Regions from separate parts of the Hordeum vulgare genome. Here regions 1 and 3 are each linked to region 2. A link is a contact called in public Hi-C data. All regions are on one chromosome and are shown on one strand. The core of a region is the stretch at or near the end of the contact, and the rest is flanking DNA. Distances in the headings are between cores, read along the strand shown. Region 1 holds the start of LOC123444280 (probable choline kinase 2). Region 2 has its middle 290 kb from the start of LOC123444283. Region 3 holds the start of LOC123444279 (type IV inositol polyphosphate 5-phosphatase 3).

Region 1 (2,700 bases), core at 151-2,650, 300 kb after region 2:
TCATACCACACACAGCTTGTTTTCCTCCATCTTGGGTTTTTTCCCCTCCTGCATGAACACACTCGAACTCTCTCCTGATTATGTGGTTACACCCCTTCTTCTGAGTCCTCTTAGTGTAACATATCCTAGTGCCAAAACCCAGCTTCTTAGCATAGCTATTATACACCTTTTGTGCTTCCTCGATGGTGTCAAAGACTAATCCAACATATGGCGCATCTGGTCGAGTAGTTGTTGCATCATCAGCAAATGGAATATATGTGCCCCCTTCAATGTCCTCCATGATTTCATCCTACAATGAAACATATTTTTTAGCATCAACATTGCACACATGATATCCTAGAGCCAAAACAATGGGCACAAGTTGAAAATATCTGAACACATACCATATCTGAATGTATCTGAACATATACGGTGCTAAACAGATCACAACATATTCTGAACACAGCCCATGACAATACAATCTAAGCTTCCAGCAGCAAAGTAAAATGTATCGAAGGGCAACAAATCGTGCTTCTAACTACGCTGTCACATTTATCCTACAGATTCATCAACAATCCCCGATGGTGTGTTAAAAACCAGCCAAATCATGCATCAGACGACCAGCATACATCAAAACTACAACAAACATCCGAAAAAAGAAAGCTAAAAACTGCGAATATGTATCAAGGTGTTCGTGTTACCTCCTCATCTCCAATATTCACCACAGGAGGATTCATGTTTGTCTGATTACTCGAAGCAGCAGCACCCCAAACGCCTCACGAACCTGTGGTATTACCCGATCCATGCCGCCAGATTGCATCTGAAATCCCTCTATACTCAATATCTCGTCTTAGGTGCGCCACTTTTGCAGATACTTGTCTCTCGATGGAAGCATTCGCGCCAGAAATCTGAATGGAGAAGACACAGGAGAGGAGCTGTTCTCCCGCGGAAGGAAGCATATGTCCAGTGCGTGCGTTCAGGGCCACTTATTGCGTACGCCCAGCCGCTTAATTACAGGTATTAAAACCCTCTAAAACAGGACATCACATCTAATCTGATGGATCCCAGACCCTCATCCAACGGCGCATACGTAGTCTGATGGATGCTGCGTGCAGACCGATGCCTAGCGCTTTCCAACTGATTGGACGTTAGTAATCTGCTGTTCACGTTCTTTATGTTATGCGCTGTATCATTTTTTGCTCACCCAAACTTTTCCTATCAATGAAATAATACGAAAAAATTGCGTATTCGCAAAAAGAAAAAGCAACGAGTCAACACGGTGCGGTGCCCAAGAAGACCCCGGTTGATTGACCGGGGTATGTCCTCGCAAAGAATGGAGAGAAACCATGGAGGGGGCATCTGGAAAAATCCCAAGCAACAGGCAGACCCTATTTATGCGCGGCCCCGCCCTCGGAGCCCCGAACCACATAAACTGATAAACCATCCCAAAACACGCCAGGCAGAGCAAAACCTCCTCCCCGTTACCCGCAGTTGCGAAGCTTCCCTACTTCTCCCCCAATCTCGCTTCACGAACAAGAACACCCGAATCAGAGAAACAAGAAACAGAAAGATCAAAGGAAGAGGCGAGAGCGCCAAATCCTCTGGCACCCCCATTCCCGCCCCAGGTTCGATCAAAGGAGAGAGCAGAAAACGTGGTTCGCGAGAATGGTGGCGATCGAGAGCCAGGTCCAGAGGCCGGCGGAGCCGGCGAGGATCCCCAAGGAGGCGCGGCGTCTCCTGCACGACCTGGCGGCCGCGTGGCCGAACGTGGCGGACTGCCGCGCGCTGGAGGTGGTGCCGCTCAAGGGCGCCATGACCAACGAGGTGTACCAGGTGCGCTGGCTCACCGCCCCGGCCGAGGCGGGCGCCGGCGCGGGGCCGCTCAAGGAGAGGGAGGTGAGGAAGGTGCTGGTGCGGATTTACGGCGACGGCGTCGACCTCTTCTTCGACCGCGAGGACGAGCTGCGCACCTTCGAGTGCATGTCCCGCCACGGCCAGGGCCCCCGCCTCCTCGGCCGCTTCCCCAACGGCCGCGTCGAGGAGTTCATCCACGCACGGGTAGGTGCATATCGCGTCTAATAAGCAAAATAGCTATCAAATTTCTTCTACCTTTCAGTCTTTCTTGGTTCAGAGGCCATTTCAGAACTGGTATCCTCTGTTTCTTGGCGAATTTCTTCAACTGCCAAATTGCTCTGTTTCTTTGCACGAATGATTCAGTTATTTTTAGTGCACTTGTGTTTGGTGGAATTTTCGTAAATTTAGTTAACCCGGACCATGCAGTGTGGAATTTGTTCTTGTCAAATTAAATATGCAAGTTAGGGTTAAGCTACTGCTTTCTTGATACTTTACGAGATTCTACTGCTATGGGGCCGACTAGTTTATTGCAGTGTGGTTCTCGTTCGTTGAATGCTCTGCCGTGGGAATCGAGCATTCTGAAATTTTTGATAATTCTTCACATCTAGTCTTATCCATCAGTTCAGAAAGAAAACGTTTCTTCAAGCCATTAGTCAATCAACTCCCATTTAGCCGGAATTATTTATGTCCCACGTGACTTAGTCAAAAGCTGCCTTGTGTTTCTTCGCTTGCGACATCTCCTAGAAATTTGTGATGTGTGTATATTTTTCTTTGCAAGGCTATGTCATCAAATGAAATCTCTCTTCCTTAGGCTATTTCTTGTCACGTCAATAAATTTGTGGTGTCACTAGCTGATGATGCTGTCTT
Region 2 (2,700 bases), core at 29-2,528:
AATCTTGAAAAGGTGATTTTTTTTTTGAAAAATCGCAAACAAATTTGAAAAGCGTGACCAAATTTCTATTTAAAGCGAAAACATTATTCGAATTTAAAGAAGAATTTTCAAAAAAACATGAATTTTTTGGAAGCGTGAACATTTTTTGAATCTTGAGAACAAAATTTTGAAAAGGACAACAATTTTGAAAAATCCCAAACAAATTTGAAAGCATGATCACATTTTTTAAGCACAAACAATTTTTGAATTATGAGAACAAAATTTAAAAACAGAAATATTTTTATAAAATATGTAAAAAATCACTTTGAAAATCTCGTAATATTTTTTCAAATTCTGGAACATTTTTTAAAATTCCGGAAAAACTGTCAACTTCTGGAACATTTTTTTGAATTCTAGTACATTTTAACAAATTCCGGAACATTTGGCAAATTCAAGAACATTTTTTCAAATATGGAGCATTTTTTAATATGTGGAGCATTTTTTCAAATTCCGGAACATTTCTGAAATTCTCAAACATTTTACAAATTGCAGAAATTCTTTTCAAATTCCGGAACATTTTTTAAAATACCGGAATATTTTTCAAATTCCGGAACATTTTAAAATTTCAGAAACTTTTTTATAATTTCGGAACATTTTTTCAAATTCCAGAACATTTTTACAAATTCCGGTATATTGTTTGTATTTTCGGAACATTCTTTCAAATTTAGAACATTTTTTCAAACTCCGAAACATTTTTTCAGATTCTGAAACAGTTTTTTATATTCTAAAACTTTTTTTCAAATTCCGAACATTTTCCAAACTCCGGAACATTTTTTTCAAATTTCAAACATTTTTTCAATTTCTGGAACATTTTCCAAAGTCCGGAAGAAATTTTGTAATCGGAAACTTTTTTTCGAATTGTGAACAAATTTTGAAACCATGAACATTTTTCGAGTTGTGAACAAAGTTGGAATCTAGAAAAATAACCAAGTTTTGAAACTATGAATATTTGTTAAAAAAACTTGAGAAACTAAAACTATTAAAAAGAAAAAATAAAAAAGAAAGAAAAAGGATACAAAACAGAAGAAAAAACTGAAAAAATAGTGGATAACAAAAACGAACAGAAACAAAAAAAAAGGTTCAAGAACCTTATGGAAGGTCCACAAAACCGGAAAAAACCGCTTGAAACCTTCCAGCAGGTTCCCAAAACCGCAATCAGTGGAATCCTTATGGGCCATCCTGTCCCTTCATACGCCTGTGCGATACCCCGACACTTTGACGCAAGATGCGTCAAATAGCATTTTCCTATTTTTATGGTCTGAAAAACAGAAAAAAAATGGTCCTGCCCAGCGGGGAGGAGGGTTGTGCGTCCATTTGCAACGTTACGACTATTTCTCAGTTTAAGCTAGAAGGAAAGATTTGTCTAAAAAAAACTACTTTCTCCGTTCGAAAATAAGTGTCTTAAGCTTAGTATAATTCTTATATTAAAGGTAGTATAAAGTTGAGACAATTATTTTGGGATGGAGAGAGTAGATGAAAAGATCGTTCGCTTAGACTACGCTAATCGGGCAGGCACACTCACGAACGCATAGAGTAGGAGGAAAAACGCACTAACAGAAAATGGAACGCAGCTCGGATTCAAGCCGTCGTCTCTTGGCTTAGAGCAACTACATCAAGCCAGTAGATTGACTTTCGGTTCATGATAGTAGTAGCACAAATCGTACCTATAAAGAGGAAAAGAACCAGGCTTTCTCCAGGGTTTTCTCGTTTTCTTTTCCATTCTCCGGGTTTTTCCTTATTTTATTTCTTAAGCTTTTTTCATTTGGTTTATTTGCTTCATTTTTTGTTTTTCATTTTTTGTTTTTGTTCTTAGTTTCTTTTTTGTTTTTCATTCTAAATTCTTATATACAAGATCAATATTTTTTCGTGTTCACCATTTTTAAAATAATTATTCGACATTTTGTAAATACATGTTTAATATTTCTGTATACATCATAGATATTTTTCCAAATACTTGTTCAACATTTTCAAATACCTACTTGTTCAACCTTTTTCGCATACTCAATCAACCTTTTTCTAATACTTATTCAATATTTTTTAAATACTTGTTCAACATTTCCCTAATGCTTGATACCTTTTTTAAATACTTGTTCAACATTGTTCGAATGTCTATTCAAATTTTTCCAAAAAATATTTGTAGACTTTTGTAATAAATATATTTTAAATATTCTAAAGTATAAACAAAAAAAAATGGAAAACATAAAAAACCCAGAAAACAGGTTGTGGTCTAGCTCGCGTATGGGTCTGGACAGCGGGGAAGGGGGTTCTGCGCCCGTATGCTTTCCTATTTTACATTGAACTTTTAAAATTAAAAAAGTATTAGAAATTCAGAAAAATGTTGTTTGTTTTCAAAAATCCCGATAAAGTCCAAAAATATCCGTGTTTACGAACAAGTAATTAGTTTTTCGAAAAAATGTGCCCACGCAAAATCATTCATAGTTTCTGACATTTTGTATTATAATTTAAAGAAGTTTTAGTGTTCTAAATACATTCGTGTTTTCTAAGAAATGATTGCCTTATCAAAAAACATTTATAGATGCTCATAAAATCATATGTTAGAAAAAACATGTTCGTATTTTTTGAAAATGTTATCAAATTTTATTGAATGTTTACTTTATATAACAAATTCCATGTTTTCTAAAATATCAACCACAAATTCAA
Region 3 (2,897 bases), core at 72-2,571, 390 kb after region 2:
TATCGCTGCCGTTCCCATCCGCACATCTCTGCGCAAATGGATCAAAAATGGCAAACTATTAGGCTTTGGTTGATCATATCAATATGCAAACTTGAAGTCGAGAAAAGAAAGCGACCAAAGAGGCACAGACAGACAACAAAGTACAGTAAAATACAATTGCATGCATCCTTTTTTTTCAAAGTAATTTGCTTTCTGCAACCTGCCACGTGTTGCGAGTATTTTTGCTTTACTTTTTTATAAGCCAACACCAGAATGAACAAAACAGAAGCAGGGCATTTGGCGATTCCTCGAAATCTACCGCGTCCTCCCACTTGTAGTATTTGTTTTTCAGGCCAGAAACAAGGGAAGTGTCGCCGAACTAAATGGATCGGGTGGTGGTTGAAACCTGCCCACATGAAACTCCTTCCTGACAGAAAGAAATGGGCCGGGGAGGAAAAAGATGAAGAGCAGAAACCAAGAAACGGTCTGGGGTCTGGACTGGAAATCTAGGATGAATCCAACCCGGACGCATTGGCGGGTTCACTGGATTTGGCAGCACCGAATCCTGACTTGTTAATTCGACGATGGGGCCAGGGCCACATGAATGATAACTTGATGGCGGAGGCAGTTGATGGTGGAGGGGGCGGGAGGGGAGGGGAGGGGATCGTGCACCTTCGTACTCGGACTCGCTGTCGGCCTCGTCGGCCGTGTCGCCCTCGTCGGCGCTGAAGTCGGAGTCCGGCGACCGGATGTTGAGCCACTTTCGCAGCACCGTCTTGGGCCACAGCTGCACAATCCAACCCCAAACCCGGATCATCAACAGTAGTACTGCACTCTATACGTTACAGTCTCGCAAAATATACTAATTAATCAAACCCCCCCGACCGATGGACGATCCGCCGTCCAAACGAACGGGCGGACGGACGGACAAAACAAGGAGGGAACGCGCGCGCGCACCTGGTTCTGCTTCTTGGCCTTGCGGCGCGCCTCCGGGTCGGCGCCGGGGTGGGCCGCCGCCGCCGCCGACTCCCCGAGAGGCGACAATGGCCGTGGAGCCGGCGCGCTCCGCGTGGCCCGCGTGGGCGGGTACGAGTGCCTGGCCGCCATTCGCGCCCGTGCGTGCACCAGAACTTGACGCCACGCAACGGCAAACCTCTTCTGCTGCGTTCCCTCCTTCTCCTTTCCTCTTGCGTAACAGGGGAGACAGACAGACAGACACACTGATGCTAGCGAGGAGTAGCTAATTAGCTAGCGAGCGAATGGCGGGTCGGATTTATGTATGTATGTTCCTGGCTCGAGCTCGTGCTGGACTGGAACCCAACGCCAACAGGCGCTTCGTCAGTCAGTCTGTCACTCACCACTAGTAGATCTAGCCCGGCCGGGGTTGGACTCGCTCAGAGTCAGAGAGGTCGCACTTGCGGCGGCTAGGCTAGGCTAGCTCGGCTGTTGGGCCGGGGCCCGCTGGCTCAGTGGCTCCGGTGGGAAAAGGTACTTACCTAGCGTTCTTTCTGCCGACCTCATCTACGTCCACCCACCAGACTGCCAGAGTACACACACCCTCCCTCCCTCCCTCCCTCCTTATCCCGTTGGTGAAACAAGCAAGGAAGGAGCCTGCTTGTTTGCTACGCGAGACTGTAGCTTTCCTCCAGAATCCATCCCATCCCATCCCGTCCAACTCCACCTTTTCCCCCCTCCACCCAAAAACCATGTACTATCTCCCACAACGACCACGCCCCGTCGCTGTAGTCATTAGACCCCCACAGTCTTTGATGATCCCCCATTCCATTCAATCGGTCCATCTCTGCGCGTGCTCGCCGACTAGCTACCGACTCCATCTAATGCTTGACGATACTATGGTTGTACGTACGGTTCGAGCATGTGTGGTACTAACGATCACCGATGGATGGGATCCTCGGGGTGCAACTTGCGGGGCATTGTCGAGAGTTCCATCGACCGAGAGCGACCTCTTCTCTTTTCCAAACCTGCAGTCCATGCAAATAGTCCGCACGCATGTCCGCTGCCTCTTCTCCCTGTGGCTTGACAGCGAGGCCGGCCCGCTCTGATCTCGCTTTGTCCTCTAGCTTAGCTTACTGTTGTTGCTTGCTTTGACACGTCCAGTTTTTGGATCCAGCGGCATATGTCTGTACCTGTACGTTCTTGCTAGGCGGTCTCACCACCCTGCAAGAGACTCGTAGCACGAAGAACCAGTGCCCAAGTGGCGGCAGGCCAAGTTGGTCTCCTTTTTTGACTTTCTTATTTCACGTGCATACAGTAAGTGCTATGCGCGAAGCCAAAGATTTCTTGAGAGCTTTGGCGATCTGCAACTTTACGTGCAAGTCTACTCGGCGCTGGGGCCTGAGCAGGTTTTAAATACCGCATCATATCACGCACAACTTGTGATCCATAGCTTATTATTATTATTACTACTTTTGATTTGATGTAAAAGGTGCTTGTGCATGGTCCATCCAGCGCGCGCAAATCTCCATCCGATAATCATCGTTACCCTCAACGGCAGGCAACAAGGCGGCCAACCAGCTGATAAGGAAGGAACCGAAATTGACCCGAGCTTAGGACTCGTCCGTCGGCCATGATAGACTCGCTCGACTGTCGTGTACACCGATGAGTGAGTCGTTGGCGGTGCTGCGCTACGTAGTTTATTTGCCACGTAGCCACCGGGTTTGTTGCAGGTTCAGGTGTATCCAAGGCTTGCAATCTGTGCTTGTATTCTTTTTTTTTCCAACAGCTACAGCTACAGCTACGTACAATTTTTATACGGAGGCAGCAGCTATCTCGAAATGTTTGTATATTCCGCGGCGGGCAATGATTCGGGTCTTGAAAAGATTATCGCCAACCCTTTTTGCTTGGTAGTATTAGGTCTGGTGATCGCCCCTGACTGCTTTCCCAAACACGCCACTCCA

The links. Hi-C and Micro-C count contacts between places; a contact is called where the count stands out from the background.
Region 1: a Hi-C map of leaf shows a contact between it and region 2, with 7 times the contacts expected there. The contact joins the promoter of LOC123444280 here to the enhancer-like site in region 2. A contact is called at or near these places in 4 of 6 Hi-C or Micro-C datasets (leaf and seedling) and 1 of 1 datasets of contacts at active chromatin or transcription factors (embryo).
Region 3: a Hi-C map of leaf shows a contact between it and region 2, with 5 times the contacts expected there. The contact joins the promoter of LOC123444279 here to the enhancer-like site in region 2. A contact is called at or near these places in 4 of 6 Hi-C or Micro-C datasets (leaf and seedling).

Annotation. Positions count from the first base shown.
Region 1 is chr3H:463,601,367-463,604,066 of MorexV3_pseudomolecules_assembly, reverse strand. LOC123444280 (probable choline kinase 2) reads left to right here and starts at 1,400. Exons shown (of 7, transcript XM_045120959.1): 1 at 1,400-2,037. The coding sequence starts at 1,645.
Region 2 is chr3H:463,896,674-463,899,373 of MorexV3_pseudomolecules_assembly, reverse strand. No RefSeq gene overlaps it. Among protein-coding and RNA genes, the nearest start is that of LOC123444283, 290 kb to the left of the region's middle. Within about 2 kb of position 1,278, at least 2 of the 3 cell types and tissues checked have open chromatin away from gene starts, as enhancers often do. A contact at or near this core is called in leaf, where this site is marked.
Region 3 is chr3H:463,504,751-463,507,647 of MorexV3_pseudomolecules_assembly, reverse strand. It overlaps LOC123444279 (type IV inositol polyphosphate 5-phosphatase 3), which reads right to left and starts at 1,321. Exons shown (of 10, transcript XM_045120957.1): 1 at 937-1,321; 2 at 652-766; 3 at 1-28. The coding sequence starts at 1,086.